Linked DNA regions of Mus musculus: region 2 is linked to region 1. A link is a contact called in public promoter capture Hi-C data. All regions are on one chromosome and are shown on one strand. The core of a region is the stretch at or near the end of the contact, and the rest is flanking DNA. Distances in the headings are between cores, read along the strand shown.

Region 1 (2,880 bases), core at 294-2,793:
TCACCAGCCCCGGCAATATACTCTTAAAGTAAAAAAAGACCACATACTATGGAGCTAAAAGTGAGATGAATATAAAATCCCAAAGCTTAAAAATAACTTTGCTTAAAATACAAGGTCACAGTCAGATACACAATAAACTCAAGATCCAAGAGACCCTGTTTTTAAAAAGGGAGTCTTCTAAGATGGCTCAGCAAATTAGAGACTTGCTGCTAAACCTAACCACCTGAGTTGAATCCTTCAATTCTTGAGACTTGCAAGGTGGGAGGAGATAGTAGACTCCTGAAACTTGTCTTCTGACTTCCTCACGTATACTGTAGCATTTGAGCACACACACCAAGTAAACAATAAACAAATGTAAAATTCTCTTTTTATTTTATAAATGTTATATATATATATATATAAACCTTGGGCTGGCGAGATGGCTCAGCGAGTAAGAACTCTCTTCTGATGGTTCTGAGTTCAAATCCCAGCAACCACATGGTGGCTCACAACCACCCATAATGAGACCTGATGCCCTCTTCTGGCACATCTGAAGACAGCTACAGTGTACTTATATATAATAATAAATAAACCTTAAAAAAAAAACAAAACAAAAAAAATTTGCAGGTGGGTGGCGGTGGTGGCGCTTGCTTTTAATCCCAGCACTCGGGAGGCAGAGGCAGGCGGATTTCTGAGTTCGAGGCCAGCCTGATCTACAAAGTGAGTTCCAGGACAGCCAGGGCTACACAAAGAAACCCTGTCTCGAAAAACCAAAAACAAACAAACAAACAACAGCAAAATTAACCCAACCCAAATTCTATCCTCCTACAGAGGCATACAAAGAACAGATTACTACTTAAACATTACACCACTTGAATTTGTATTACTTTTCTACCACAAAGCAAATCATTCCTTTTAGGACCTTTGAGTTCTGAAAAAATATTTAGAACTAATCTATCATATCCCAAATAGTTAAAAACCAAAATGTCCCTACTTGGATGTACTGATGAAAATACAGAACTGAGTGACATGATAAATAGAAAGACTGAAAATAGTGGGGCCTTTGAGATGACTCAGTAGGCAAAGGCACTTGTCACCCCACCGGGCCCTACAAACTGAGTTGGATCTCTGGGGTACACACACACAGAAGAAATACATGCAATGCAAAACGAAAAAAACCAAAACAAAACAAAAAAAAACCTGCAAATAGCATCTGGTTCTGAATATTATTGTTTCATTTCATCTTTCTTAACTATATATAGACCAGATAAATATGTACAAGTTTCAAAAGGAAAGAAAGTTTTGTTAACATTTGTCTTATTTTCAGCGGTGAGAGCAAAATACAGCATTTTATATTTCATGTCACATGGCTGCTTCTATCACTTCCGCGTGCTTCTGCACGCGGGTGTATCTTCTGTGTGTGTTAGCAGTGGCCGAAACCTACTGAGAGAAGTCTGGGAGGGGCATGAAGGGGGAGGCCCCTTCTGTCCCATTGATAACAGGTTCATTCACAGCCGTTTAAAACAGACTAATCCCTTATGCAGTCATTCGCTCTACTCCAATAGGGCCCTTCCACCTCTTCTAGAATTCGGTAAGCTAAAAGTACATGTATCCGATTAATCTGAAATAATTTTGTAGACAGTTTGGTGACGGGTGGAGGGTGTGTGGTTGCGTGATCATTAAACTTCATTTTTCTATTTTAGTGAATGTTAAAAAACGATTCCTTAAACATTAAGTTGTTCCCTTAGGACAGACAGCTCTTTAAAGGGGCTTCTCCCTGCTAACTGAGAACACTGGTTTCGGGAAAGTCCGGTCAGGAGAGTTGGCAGGTTCCTGTGTCCAGGGAGAGGGCTGAGCGGGACTCATCCGTAGCCTTCATTCGCAGATCCTAGGATGCTCCTTGCCTCCTGTTGCCTGCGCTGAGGTCCCAGGAATCCCAGAGTGGCATGGCCAACGCGGGCATGAGTCCTCCGAGGCCGCGGGCGTCGCTCTCCCCGCTGACGCTGCTGTTGCTGCTGGGAGGCTGCCTCCTCTCGGCTGCCGGGAGGGACAAGGGGGCAGCAGGCAGGGAAGTGACCCGGGCCTCCCGACCCACGGTCGGCTCCTCCGGTCGCTTCGTGAGTCCAGAGCAGCACGCGTGCAGCTGGCAGCTCTTGGTACCCGCCCCGGGGACGCCGACTGGCGGAGAGCTGGCCTTGCGCTGCCAGACCCCGGGCGGGGCGAGTCTGCATTGCGCCTACCGCGGGCATCCGGAGCGCTGCGCGGCCACCGGCGCCCGGCGCGCGCACTACTGGAGACGGCTGCTGGGCGCGCTGCGCAGGAGACCACGGCCCTGCCTGGACCCCGCGCCGCTGCCGCCACGCCTGTGCGCCCGCAAGACGGCTGGCTCAGACCTGCACTCGCCCGCTCACCCCAGCCTACCCGCGCGTCCCAGCGAGCCGCCCCGGTCCAGGGCGCGGAGCCCGGCTCGGTCGCGACAGTCGGTGCGGTCCCCAAGCTCCCAGCCGGAAAAGAAGCCCTTGCTAGTGAAGTCCAACTCGGGCGGGAGGAAAGCGGGCTCAGACCCAGTTCCGGAGCCTCCTGCGGCGGCCGGATTCCAACCCAATGGGCTGGACCAGAATGCCGAGCTCACTGAGACCTACTGCACCGAGAAGTGGCATTCCCTTTGCAACTTCTTTGTCAACTTCTGGAATGGCTGAGGCTGCGGGCTGGCAAGGGGCACTAGGGGTAGGTGCTGAGAAGCAGAGGGTAGCGCAGCCGAGGCGGGAGATGTCCTTGGACAGGGAACCGGGATGGAGAATAAGCTAGTCGGCTAGTCGGGATTCCAAAATGGGTCAGGGGTCAGGGTAAGAAGAATCTGAAGCAGCTGGAGAGGGCTTTTGTTTTTTATTTTATGTTTAT
Region 2 (2,700 bases), core at 76-2,575, 390 kb before region 1:
TTAGTGACGAAATGGGGAAAACGTTCAGATTAGTATGGATTATTATCAGACTATGTTAAGTGCTAAGTATTAAATGCCTTATCAATATAAAAGTATTAAATGCCTTACTTTTTGTTTAAAAAAATACATTAAGGGTCAAAGTTTAGAAATCTTTCCCAGTGAAAATAAGTTATGAGATCGTACAGAAATTAAATCTGTTTTATGTATCCAATCACAACAAATTATAGTCTATCTTGTGTTCAATTTCTTTGTTTGTTTGTAAGATCTATTTTGATTCAATTAATTGTGTCTTTGAGTGCTGTGTGCCCCATGTGTGGGATGCCCTTAGAAATCAGAGGGAATTAGGTTTCTTGGAGCTGGCATTACAGGTGGTTGTTAGTCACCCAGTGTGGGTGCTGGGAGCTGAGTTTAAGTCTCCTGGAAGAATTCCAAGTGCCCTTAGCCACTGGGCCATCTCTCCAGCCCAAGTTCTGTATTTTGAAGGGGGGGTGTGTCCTCATTTTATAGCCTCACTGGCCTATAAATTGCTACGTAAATCAGACTGGCTTCAAAGCTTCATGGCTCCTCCCATCTCTCCCTCCTAAGACTCAGAATTACAGTCTTTTAAGACTCTCATGGTCCAGGCTGGCCATGAGGATAAGCCTGGACTCCTGTGTCTCCTGCCTTCATCTTCAGGCACTGAGATCACAGGTGTGCCCGCCACGCCTGCCTCTGTCTTGTACCAGTATTGTAAGTCCATGGTTGTTGTCTAATCCTCAGTTACTCAATGCTGATTGTAATCCGGAAAATCTTACTCAAAAACTAGTTGTTAAAGAAGCTAAGATATATGGCCTAGTTACTTATATGCCTACAGCTGCAGATAATTCACTTAAATACTAAAGAATAAAAAAGTCAGGAACTTTGCTTTTTTGAATAATAAAGTTGACAATTAAATACTAATATAGCTGAAGCTGCTCATTCCTAGATGGAGAAGAGGTAGAGTTTGCGTGAATCAGATGCTGTAACTGATATAGCAGGAGGTGTGGGCTATGAGGCCAAACTCCCGAACTCCACTGCAGTTCTGTATATTGCAACACAGAAAATGGGGAAGTTAAAATATTTATTAAAAACAACAAAACCATAAAATACTTAGGCATTTAACTAAAAGTGAACAAGACCTCCACACAGAAACTACAAGACATCTGGGTATGGTGGCAAGTTTGAGATCAGCCTGGGATATATAGTGAATTTGAGGTCTATTTGAGCATGGGCTATATATATAGCAGGACCCCACAGTGTATCAGCAAGTAAGCATGCCTGCCGTGCACGCCTGGCGACCTGATTTGAACCCTAGAACCCACATTGCGGTGACTCTCCAAAGTTTCTCTCAGACCTTCCATACATGCACAATGTAACATGTACCCACATACATGACATGTTTCAAACACACGCACACCCTTGAGAAATCATGATTTAAATAGTAATCTTTGCTGCTTAAAGTCAGTCATTTTGGGGAGTGCGTGTGCCGGAGCCCATGCTTACGTGTGATTAAATTGCTGTTTCTAAATTTGCTATCTTGTGCAATTAGACTTTAAGACTCTCTTTTTCTGCTTACTGTCACTTTAAAGAAAAGTGTTTTTCCTATAGAGGCTTAGATCTGTGATTGCTGTCACTGTAACTGGGGCCGCTCACTAAGGAAGTGCAGAACAGCCTGTGGTAATCTTGCCAGCTGCCAGGCAAGAACTGTGTTGCTTAAAGGTACATGTAGTTTTTTTGTTTTTGTTTTTGTTTTTGTTTTTTAAGACAAGGTGTCTGTATGTAGCCCTGGCTGTCCTGGAACTCACTCTGTAGACCAGACTGGCCTCGAACTCAGAAATCCACCTGCCTCCGACTCCCAAGTGCCGGGATTAAAGGCGTGCGCCACCACTGCCCTGCTCACATTTTACTTTTTAAATCCCACTGAGACAAGTTTAATATTGCAACCAGGGAAGGAAAGGCTCAGAGTGAAAAGACCGGGAGAGGTTATTTAACTCGGCCCATCAGTGTGCTACTGTTATGCTGTACAACCTAAGGAGTTTCCATCCAAGGAGGGAGCTCTTTAACTCTAAGGTAGAGATGTTTCTTTTCAGTGCTGATACTGTTTGCTGGTCTGTGGGTGCGCCTGTTCTAGTTTATCCTCAGAACTCACTTTCTTATGCCCGACCAGTCAGTGTCTTTATCAAACTCTGTCAAGGTGCAGCAAGAGTGTCTTTGCTGGGTCCCTAGTATAAGTCATAAATAATTATATTAATTTGCGACTTGTTATTCATGATGAATCCACTCAGAGCCTGTTTTCTGGCTTAGTGGTTAAAGTGCTTGCTAGAACCATGTAAGTGACAGATGGCCTTGGAGGCCCACTTGCAATTCCAGTCTTGGAAGGAAGAGATGGAATCTCTAGGCAATCTCACTAGGGAGACTAACAGTATTGGCGAGCTCTGGGTTTGCTTGAGAGAGCCTGCCTTAGTGAGTAGAGTGGAAAAGTATTGAGGACAATTTACAGCATCACCTAGGACTACCACATGCACACATCACCACCTCCCCCTACACACACATACACTTGACACATGAAAATGGAAAGAGAATTGGAGATTCTGACAGTGGGTGGGATTGAGCAGATGAGTGTGTTGATGGCAGCACTAGGCATTCGACTGTGAGGGCAGCATTCAGAGGCTCCAGTCAGCC

What was found. Promoter capture Hi-C pulls out the DNA fragments that hold promoters and counts their contacts.
Region 2: a promoter capture Hi-C map of hematopoietic stem and progenitor cells shows a contact between it and region 1. A contact is called at or near these places in 8 of 39 promoter capture datasets (the 3T3-L1 cell line, the HPC-7 cell line, cranial neural crest and 4 more), 1 of 484 Hi-C or Micro-C datasets (cerebral cortex), 5 of 130 datasets of targeted methods (bone marrow-derived dendritic cells, epiblast stem cells, forebrain and 2 more) and 4 of 9 other capture datasets (adipose tissue, liver, macrophages and 1 more).

The regions. Positions count from the first base shown.
Region 1 is chr19:36,918,262-36,921,141 of GRCm38.p6, reverse strand. Fgfbp3 (fibroblast growth factor binding protein 3) reads left to right here and starts at 1,543. Exons shown (of 2, transcript NM_028263.1): 1 at 1,543-1,570; 2 at 1,865-2,880. The coding sequence starts at 1,926. The coding sequence ends at 2,678.
Region 2 is chr19:37,306,371-37,309,070 of GRCm38.p6, reverse strand. All of the region lies in intron 11 of Ide (insulin degrading enzyme), which reads left to right. Among named protein-coding and RNA genes, the nearest start is that of Ide, 27 kb to the left of the region's middle.